Linked DNA regions of Mus musculus: regions 2 and 3 are each linked to region 1. Evidence: chromatin contacts called from public Hi-C and HiChIP or PLAC-seq data. All regions are on one chromosome and are shown on one strand. Each heading gives the region's core, a stretch centred on a gene start, on an enhancer-like site or on the middle of the called end of the contact. The rest is flanking DNA. Distances are from core to core; before and after follow the strand shown. Region 1 overlaps Unc5b (unc-5 netrin receptor B). Region 2 overlaps Pald1 (phosphatase domain containing, paladin 1). Region 3 holds the start of Nodal (nodal).

The links. A called contact is a pair of places that touch in the nucleus more often than the background predicts. HiChIP or PLAC-seq counts read pairs in DNA pulled down with a chosen protein or histone mark.
Region 2: a Hi-C map of embryonic fibroblasts shows a contact between it and region 1, with 4 times the contacts expected there. The contact joins two enhancer-like sites. A contact is called at or near these places in 4 of 484 Hi-C or Micro-C datasets (cerebellum, cortical neurons, embryonic fibroblasts and 1 more).
Region 3: a contact with region 1 is called in an RNA polymerase II HiChIP or PLAC-seq map of embryonic stem cells, with 8 read pairs. The contact joins the promoter of Nodal here to the enhancer-like site in region 1. A contact is called at or near these places in 2 of 39 promoter capture datasets (cranial neural crest and pre-B cells), 1 of 484 Hi-C or Micro-C datasets (embryonic stem cells), 3 of 115 datasets of contacts at active chromatin or transcription factors (embryonic stem cells and epiblast stem cells) and 1 of 9 other capture datasets (embryonic stem cells).

Annotation. Positions count from the first base shown.
Region 1 is chr10:60,813,190-60,816,582 of GRCm38.p6, reverse strand. All of the region lies in intron 1 of Unc5b (unc-5 netrin receptor B), which reads left to right. Among named protein-coding and RNA genes, the nearest start is that of Unc5b, 17 kb to the left of the region's middle. RefSeq lists an enhancer at 1-2,805. Within about 2 kb of position 1,947, at least 131 of the 459 cell types and tissues checked have an H3K27ac peak or open chromatin away from gene starts, as enhancers often do. A contact at or near this core is called in embryonic fibroblasts, embryonic stem cells and epiblast stem cells, where this site is marked.
Region 2 is chr10:61,329,575-61,332,826 of GRCm38.p6, reverse strand. All of the region lies in intron 18 of Pald1 (phosphatase domain containing, paladin 1), which reads left to right. Among named protein-coding and RNA genes, the nearest start is that of Prf1, 33 kb to the right of the region's middle. Within about 2 kb of position 1,521, at least 34 of the 459 cell types and tissues checked have an H3K27ac peak or open chromatin away from gene starts, as enhancers often do. A contact at or near this core is called in embryonic fibroblasts, where this site is marked.
Region 3 is chr10:61,416,606-61,419,842 of GRCm38.p6, reverse strand. Nodal (nodal) reads right to left here and starts at 1,871. Exons shown (of 3, transcript NM_013611.5): 1 at 1,348-1,871. The coding sequence starts at 1,543.

The DNA of each region.
Region 1 (3,393 bases), core at 698-3,197:
ACGACCAGGATGCTCTATGATCTGGAGGTAGATTGGTGCCTCAGTTTCCCCCAAAGTAAACCAAGAGCTGGCTTTGGCTGTCTTTCAGCAAAGTAAGGCCCTTCAGCCTTTCCTTGCAGGTTTCCAAGTAGCCACACTAAGGAGATGGGTGGTGGGGGGAAAGAAGGTCCTGTGGTCACCTCATCACAGGGTCCGTGGTCCAGGCTGATGCACCTGTAATAAATATCGAGCTGACAGTTGTTAAGCCGCATCCCTGACCTCTGAATAAATAAAAAGCTGCTTAGAATAACAGCCCCGGAAAATGCTGGAGGTTCCTGCTCACTCTCAGTTTCCCTTCCACTGGCCAAACCTGTTTGCCTGGACACCCACCCACTCCCATTGTCTCCCCTCCCCTGTGGCTCCTCAGGCCCCTGTCCATCACTTCAGCCCCAAGGGCAGCCACTGCCTGGCCTGGCTTTTGTTCACAGCTCTGTAGTCTGTCCAGAGCTCCTTGCTCCTTCAGCAGCCAGAGCAGCTAATAGGGAAACAGCTCTGCAGCTGACAGCTGAGAGACAGGCCAGCCAGGCCTCCCTGGGGCTGGGGGTGGGGCACAGAATAGATGCCCTCTGGTTCAGTCTTCAGAACCTTGCTGGCATTTCCTTCTGTGGCTCTGTCCCTGTGATATGAACCGGGCTACTGCCTCTGGCAGAGGTCACCAGGAAGTTAAAATCTGGGCCCCCAGCTGGCTCCCAGGATGCCCCAGAGCACATGGGCACCATTTGATGTTCTGTGAATATTGTATGTGAGCTATCTGTGTCTCCTGGCTTTCTCATTACAGGTAGTTCAGGTTCTCAGGAGCTGTTAGGTAGAGTCATAGAATGTCAGATGTGGAAAAGACAGACAAGAGCCGGAAAGCCCATTTTATAGCGAAGGGTACTGAAGCCTTGGGCAGTGAGCACTTCAGACTACTGTTCAAAGTTCACAGTGGCAGATCCTGGGTTTGAACAGGAACCTGAGGCCTGTGCCCTTGATCCTGACCCAAGGGAAAGGCCCAGGAGAGCCCTGGCCCGGCCAGGGAATCCATCACAGGTAAACAGTGCCCACCAGAAATGTGCCTTCCACACTGGAGCCTGGGGTTTTGCTCAGAGTGTCCTAGGGGTCCTAGTGCTCCTCCGTGGCCTTCTTGGGGCTTCTGGGTCCTGCCTTTGTGTGGTATTTTCTTCTAGGTTGGGGAGGGGAGGTAAGTGTCCTAGAATTTGCAGTAGAACTTGCGTGGGGTTTCTGGGGTGCAGGAGCACAGCTAGCCAGGGGGCCCAGCTAGTCTTGTGACTCAGACAGCCCTGCCATTTAGGGATTGCTAGGTCTGGTTGTCCTTGGGAATCTCGGTCCCTCTCCCGTCTCTGTTGGGGGAGGTGAGAATTTAGAGCCAGGGTGGGGTGGGGGTGGGGGTGGGGGTGGGGGTTGCGGTTACAGGATGTGGCATCTAGTCCTTTCCGGGTAGATTGCATTCCTCCCTGTCTGGCCCAGAAAGTCCCCCCCCCCCCATGTTTGTCCCCTAGGACCCAGGAGGGTCTCCTCTGCCCTCCCAGGCTCAGATGCAGATGCGGCCTCCTCCAGGCCTCTCGCACCAGTGTGCTGCCTCTGACATTCCGCCCCAGCAGATAAGGATCCTGTCTGGCGCCTGGGTGCTTTTCTCCTCCTCCTTTCCAAATCTGTCCCCTGATTATCTGCAGACAGCCCCTCTCCAGGGGGCCACCAGGGACCCGGCTGAGAGCTCTGAGCAAGACCGAGGTGGAACCAGTTAGCAGCCACCACCATCCCCCACCAGCCCCCCCACACCAGCCCCTCACCCTTCTCCGTCTTTGCTAAACTCCACAGGAGGTTTAGCCCCAAGCTAAGGACTGGCTTCCTAAGGGTAGGACTGACTAGCTTTCGCTGGGAGAAGTGGGTGTGTAAACCAGAGGCTGGGCCAGAATTGGCCAAGATGGGGACTGAGGGTGGAGTCACTCCTGTGGTCCAGCACTCCTCAGCCCTGGGCCTGGATAGTGCCCAGAGGGGATGTGGTAGAGATTGCAGCCAGCCAGCCAGACATCCACATCCTGTGGGAGCCGCTGGCCTGAGAAGGGCTCGGGACACTTTGAAAGGGAGTACCAGAGGGCATGTGGAGCCCAGCAAGAGACTCTGGGGAGTGGACTCCCAAGACAGATGATGCTCTGGCTTCTGGCTCTCCCTGCCTTTGAATCCCATCCCCTAGGTCCAGAGCTTCTGGCCTCACAGGCAGTCTTCAGAGAGGGTGGACCAGGGGGGCTCACCAAGCCCTCTGGCAAGCGAGCAAGCAGGTCTGGGCTGCTCTTTCCCAGGACTGCACAAGCCCTGCCTCACTGGGAGGTGGGAGCCCACAGTTCTGTCTCACTGGCTTTCATTGTCAGTTACGACCTCTGTGATTTTTGGTGGGGGCAAGCTTCTTTTGGTCTGTGGATCTCATATTTGTGCTGTCAGTGGAGGGTGTCTTCTGGTAGGAGCAGGAGGGAACAGACACCACTTTGCCTGACCCTTCCAGCTTCCCAGAGTGGTCAGAGGGGATACCCTGTAATTATGAAGCCAGTCCATGATACAGCTCAGGCCAGAACCCCCAGTACAGGGCAGAGCCTCTGGAGAGCAAACAAAAGGCCGACTCACCTAGCACTCTTTTCCTATGCTGGCTTTCCCTGACTCCCTACCTTCCCTGCCCCCAGCCTTCCTTCGAGCCCCTCCCCAGCCTCTAAAACACCCGCTGGGGGGTGGGGAAGCTCAGCCAGATCATCTTTATGGCTTCCTGGACCTGGAGCCCTAAGGCTGAGAATCTGGCGGTATGGGTTGGGTTCCTCCCGAGCGCCCCTGCCCCCACCCCAGCCTTTCAGCTCGTAAATTTACAGTCTAGGGCAGGGAGGAATGGTCCTTAAGCCATCAGCCGGGCACCCACTTAGTAAAGTACCTCTTGGAGCTTCTGGGAGCCAGGTCTCTCACCCGACCTTGACTAGCCATGGCCTCTTTGTGCGCACTGGGTCTCCCAGCCCACACTCCTTGGTGAACATCTCATTGGACAGGTTTTTGCCTTCTGTGCAAGGAAGACTCGCTGTCTCCTTTGGGGAGATGAATGAAGAGATTCAGGTCCAGGGGTCTCTGGAATTTGAGGGTCCAAAAGACCACGGGCTCTCTGTATTCCTAACAGTAGTGAGCCCCTGGCTTTATTATGCTTTTCTCTGTGCCCAACCTACTCAAACAACATCCATGGAGTTTTTCTTACTTAAGCTAAGAAAAAGAGTTCCTCTATAACCCGGTGGTGGCACGCCTTTAATCCCAGCACTTGGGAGGCGGAAGCAGGGGGATCTCTTGTGTTCAAAGCTAGCCTGCTCTACAGAGTTCCAGGACTGC
Region 2 (3,252 bases), core at 272-2,771, 520 kb before region 1:
TATTGGCTTTCAACTTGATGTGTCCTACACCAAGCTTTGTGGAATTTCCTAAGATTAACAACCCTCATACAGAACATAACAGGGCATGTGGTCAGCATGACCCTGCTCTGAGTCAAGTCACTTCTCTGTGTCAGCGACTGGCAGGCATGTTACAGCAACAGTATGAAATAGCTGTTGACAAGCATGGGACAAAATGGCTACAGCTGCCAGCGTGGTGGCGCACACCTTTAATCCCATCACTTGGGAGGCAGAGGCAGGTGGATTTCTGAGTTTCAGGACAGCCTGGTCTACAGAGTGAGTTCCAGGACAGCCAGGGCTATACAGAGAAACCCTGCCTCAAAAAACAAAAAACAAAACAAACAAAATGGCTACAGCTATGCTGGGGTGGGGTGGTCAGACCTCAACATCCCCCCCACCCCCCTTTGAACTGATCCAGTGAGTCAAATCATTGACTCAACATTTCCTTTGAGGCCAGGGGGACTTGCTAAACAAACTTTTATATCAGCCTTGGTTGGCATTTTGTTAGGTTAAACATTTGAAATTTCAATCTCCCTTAATAAGTGCTGCGGTGCTCCTGCTAGGGGACCCTGCTATGGCCCGTAACCCAGGGAGCTAATGTTTTATAGCCCCTTGTAGCATAAAAGTACATATCTTGTCCCCCACAATCAGTGTCTCCATTTGAGGGCCAGACATATATCTGAAGGGGATGCTCAACTGTTTTCCATACTCTGGATCCCATATCCCAAAAGACTCAGAGTGAGGGAACGTATATGTTTTCAGTCTTTGTTCGCCTATTCCGTTTGGCCTACACAATTTACGTAAGTCAAAGGCGAGGGTAGACAATTTTTTTCTTCTGTCCCTTGTCTATATTGGTCTCAGCAGATTTTCACCTGGCTGACAGACTCCATCCAGGGATCACCTGTGGAGCTGCTGAAGCCTGGACTTGCTGAAAGCTGATGTTACTCAGTCCAGCTGATGGGATTGCTCCCTGTCTTTCAGTTGGAACAAGATGGCTGTTGCTATGCTCAGGTGGCAGACCTGAACACTCAGCAGAGGGGAGGGCCCTGGGGCCATCATCTCTGGGCCGGGTGTCCTCTAACATTGCTCAGAGCTTCAGACACCCTCGAAGTCCAGTGTGTGTTTACAGATGAGGCCGTGGACCATGTGATGGGAGGGCAGCCACACGAACTCCCTTGTGAGTTAGTGGCAGAGTGGGCTTGGGAGGCAAAGGTCCTTACTCCAGACTCACACCCCTCCCTGGTCTATGCTGAATTTGAGCTCACGATCTCTAGATGGCTCTGGGGGAGGCTTGCTGCGGCTCTAGATTGGGGGCCGTTTCTTCCCCAGCTCACCCCATGAACTGACCCCTAGAAGCTGGCAGCCAGGTCTTACCATCAGTATCTTAAGGCTTAGTCAAGCCCCTGTCTTCTGGTTTTAAACTGGAGGGCCACAGCTGGTCTCTGCCGGAGCCTGGCAAGCTTGGCACCGAGTAAGCCAGTAGGCTCTGTGGGTGTGGGAGATGCTGCTCCGCTCTGGATGGAACCGGGCCCAGGCTCCATCTGGGATGTACCTCCTCCATCAGACTCACTGCCTGGGAAAGTCCCAGTTGACATTCCACCCATTTCGAGTTTTCCCCCCACCTTCTGTCCATCTCAGCTTCTCCCAGCCTTGAGACAGAAGATCCCAACAGCATGTGGTAACTTGGCTTCTGCCCCTCACCCTCCAGAATCAGTCTTTCCCAGATCCCTTCCTGCTTCAGCAATCCACTTACATGTTAATCAGAAGCCGTTAAGAGAACATGGCTTAGCATTCGGCATTGGGGCTGCTTTGGGCAATAAAGGGACCCCAGGGGCTACAGAGAAGCGGAAAAATAGGAAGTCCCTGCTCTGTGTGTGTGTGTGTGTGTGTGTGTGAGAGAGAGAGAGAGAGAGAGAGAGAGAGACCCTCCGTGTGTGACGTGAGCAAGTATAGAATGGAAATCTGGGCGTGGCTGGCTTGTTAGTCATGGCAAAATAGAACTGGTCCTGGGGTACAGCGGGACTCCCAGAGCTTGCTGAGCTGAGATGCCGGGACTTTGATTTTAGCCTTCTCATTCTGATCTTTGTACACACACGCTCCCCTTTCCTCATTGGTGGGACACTGTAGGCTCTGAGTACCCAGTGGGCTGTGCCTGAGGCTAGGCTCACTTGGCATGTGCCGACGCTAAGCCGTGTTCTATCGAGGTGAAGAAAGGCCCACGGATGCCTGTCTCGGCTTCTGGACAGTCCATGATGGTGGCTGAGCCCTTCATACCACTGTGATTGGTGTTGTATGGTGGAAGTCAAGTGGGAGTCCTTCTGGGGCAGTCTTATCCATGTTGGCCTCCACTTACCTCAGTTGCTGGCCTTAGAGGCCTAGCCATGCCTCTCTATTCTCCAGGGCAACTATGAGGCTTTGTCTAGGCTGGGTGCTGTATGTGTAGGCGCATGTGTGACAGGGTCTCTCTCTCTTAGCTTTGGCTATTCTGGAACTCACTCTGTAGATCTCACAGAGAGCTTTACCTGCCTCTGTCTCCCAGTGCTGGGATTAAAGGTGTGCACCACCACCACCTAGCTGTGCTCACAGAGTTTTAAGAACTGCCTCAGAGGCCCAGTGAGTAAGGCCGCTTGCCACCAAGACTGGTGTTTTGAGTTTGACCCCCTGGACTTCCATGGTGGAAAGAGATGACAGACTCCCTGAGTTGTCCTCGGACCTCTCTACATACTCACACATGCCCACGCTGTGCCTGGCTGGCTTGTTAGACGTGGCATAATATAAGTGATCCTGGGGTGCGGAGGGGGCACTAGACTTACAAGAGTCACAGGATCAATTCCAGCATACAAACATTTTTTAAAAACCTGCCTAACATGGAAATGAGCCACTTTGATGCTGGAGTGGACAAGAGGCGACTCGGAGCAGTCTGAGAAGTGTTCCCATTGAAGTATTCATTCATGGCCAGCAGCCTGCAGGTTGACCTAGCTGGAAATCGGTTGTTTCCTTTTGGACTTGGAAAGCAGAAAATATTTATGACAGAAACCAAGGTCCGGCTCAAAGGAAGCCCTGCTAGACACGTTAATGCCAGTAGGCACTTCCCCTGCCTTTGGCTGGTGACAGTCGCTCTTAGTAGTCTGTAGATAAAGCAGTCTATGGTACCTTCTCTCTTCCTTGCAGAATGAGTTTGAGAAAAAGCTGAGGCATAGCCGGCTGCAGATGCCCTTTGCAGAGACCTGTACA
Region 3 (3,237 bases), core at 622-3,121, 600 kb before region 1:
GAGGGAGTGGCCTGGGATGCCCCTCTCCTCTAGACCACATCCAGGTAGAGCATTTTTGCTGAAATGAAGGCCTCCGACACCATTGGTGGAATAGTTAAAACGCTAAAGTTGGTTGGGTTTATTTAAACAAGCCAGGAGACAGTAGTTCCCTGATTTACAAAAGCAAACAAAAATCAAAGTGATGTTGCCGTGGGCTCAGGTGACTGCAAAACCGAATCTGATGGACCTCAAGAGTTTCTCTGCATCCCAGATTGTCCCATCACCATACAAACCTTCCAGAACTTTCTAGAAGGGAAGTGAACTGGAAAGGTATGTTTTCCCGGCTTTACCTCTGTCCGACCCTAGGCGGAGGGGCCTAGCATCCCACTGATTTCCCATTGCCTTGCCCTCCAGGCTGTCCTGTTCCGCGGTCCCCAGATGACCCTTCAAGAGAGGGTCACCGGCAGTCACAGCCCAGACGCTGCAGGCAGGGGACTAGGGACTCCGCCTCCAGGTCGTGAGGGCCGGCGGGCGGCGGGTCAGACCGGATTAGAAGATGTGGATTGCGTCCGGGTCCCGCGGAGGGCCGTCTGGCCCCAGAGGACAGAGGAGCGGGCTGGCCAAGCTGCCCAAGAGGCGAGATGTTGATTGCGCCCAGGAAGGTAGTCCTGAGTCCGAACTCCCTCTCCTGGGCACCCACCTGTCGGCCTACTCTGGTGAGCATCACTCAGGTCGCTGGGTCAAACACACACACACACACACACACACACACACACACACACACACACACACACACACACACACACACGAACACCTCGATCCAAGTAGGTTCCGAGCCTGTTGGTCACCAAGGACACCTGACACCGCCCAACCACGAGAGTTGCCTGAGTTCTGGACTTTCTACACCCGATCTCTAATTTCGGATCTTTGAGCCCTAGTTCCTGGTGTCACTTGCTGCAACCGGGATAAAACCAGTAACGACTTGTTTTATTTTACGCCCGGTTCTGGGCAGAGCGTTTCTGGGGGAGATGGGGCGTTGTCACCTAGTCCCTTCTATAAGTCTATCAAAAAGGTCTTACGATTTCTAAACTACAGATGGGCAAACTGAGACTCGCAGGTGCTCAGTGGCGCAATCCGGCCCACGCCCTACCCTTTTTACCCTCTACCATTAGAGGTAGGACCGACCGGAAAGGCGGTGGCCCCTGGTTCCATTCCGATCGCGCCACTAGCGCTGTGCTGAGCCTGCCCACGGAGAAACAATTAATCCCAGTCTCTGGACGATTCTTGATGCTCAGTCCCCGCTGCAACCATCGCGCGCCTCCCGGCCGTGAGCCCTTAAGTGCTGGCGAGGCCAGGCTTGCAGCCTACCTTGCGCCTGGAGGCTGCGGATGATGTCCGCCCGAGGCAGCGGGTCTCGGTAGAGGCTCAACATGTACGCCAGAGGGGACGGTGACGAGGGCTGCCCCCGTGTCCACAGAGGCAAAGCGGCCGCGGTCGGGGCGCGCGGGTGGAGTAGAGCCCAACAGGCTTGAAGAAGAAGGATGCGGAGGCTGTGGGCACTCATGGTGGGCTGTTTGGACCCGCAAACAACACCAGGGTCCCTTATATCTGAGCCGCCGCCGCCCCGCCCCTTTCCCTCCCTCCCTCCGGAGAGGCCTATAACCTATAGGTTAAGAACTTATAACCACCCTGGAGGGGCAGGGCAGGGGAGCCCCTGCTGAGGGGAGGTGTGATGTGCTGAGAAAGACTACAGAGAAATTGTGGCGGGGGGGGGGGGGGGGAGTTAGGGGTGCATACAGACTCTGAGTCTAAACCGCCCCGCACCTTGCCCCTCTACCTCGGGAAGTCTCCCTGCTGAGACAGCGGGCTAAGGCTTGCTCCGAGTGAAGCTTGATGAGCTAGAGGTGTGTTGGAGCCCTGGCTGGCTTCAACCCCAGAACCACAATAATGGCTTCCTTACTCTGCCTCTTCTGGACCCCTCGCGGTCCTCTCCAGTTCATCCAAAAACAGGTAGGGAGTGCTGGGCTAGGGGCCAGTCCTCTCTTCTGGGTAGCACCAGGCTAGCCTGAGCTACATCCTTCATTGGCAAGGCCCCTAGGTAACTAGGGGTTATTGAGAATTTGAAAGAACAAAGATTAGCCGGGTATGGTGGCGCACACCTTTAATCCCAGCACTCGGGAGGCAGAGACAGGTGAATTTCTTTTTTTTTAAGATTTATTTATTTATTATATGTAAGTACACTGTAGCTGTCTTCAGACACTCCAGAAGAGGGCGCCAGATCTCGTTACGGATGGTTGTGAGCCACCATGTGGTTGCTGGGATTTGAACTCCAGACCTTCGGAAGAGCAGTCGGGTGCTCTTACCCACTGAGCCATCTCACCAGCCCAACAGGTGAATTTCTGAGTTCGAGGTCAGCCTGGTCTACAGAGTGAATTCCAGGACAGCCAGGGCTACACAGAGAAACCCTGTCTCGAAAAACAAAACAAAACAAAACAAAACAAAAGATGAGCTCTAGGGACCTTGTTCTTGGTGACAAATGCCAGCTTCAAATACCAAAGTGCCCTCCTGGGGAGCAAGGGGAATAATTACTGGAAGCTGAAGGCCCAGCTATAGGGAATCTTGATTCTTGGTGGTTTGAGGGTGACAGGTCCTTACCTGCTTGCTATGGGAGTTTTTGAAGGTGGAAAAGAAAAGCTGGAGGTTTGCTGGCTGCATCTCCTGCCTGCGGGGCAGAGCCCTGGGACATCTCAGTCACTCTCCAGACCTGCTGACTTTGTCTGCCCAAGACAGAATTAAATGTCTTTGGTTTTTCTCAAAGTAACTGTCCTCAGTCATATTTCTTGTTTATGAGGAAATTCAATGTAACAAATATGCCATACGCGTAAGGCTTAGGGTAAGGGGTGGTAGGGCAAGGGGTGGTCATTCTTTCACGCTGCATAAATGATTGAGTTCTTAGGAAGGGAGCCATTGAGAAGAGAATTTGCAGGATGGAAAGATCCTAGCCTTTGTGTTTTCAAAAGGGAAGGCGGGATAGAAATTACCTTTAAAGAAATGTAAATTCCTGTCCCAAAGTCCGCCCCCATGTTTTCCTCCTCCATGACTAGTTTTCTCTTAGTTACTCCCCACCCCCACCCTGCCCCCTTCAAGCCTCCAACTAGCACATTAGCAGCTGCCTAACATTTACTGAACACCTACTATGTGCTGGGTACTTTACCCACTTGGGCGCTCTCACAAGTTGCGGGATGAGCAGGTGCTGGA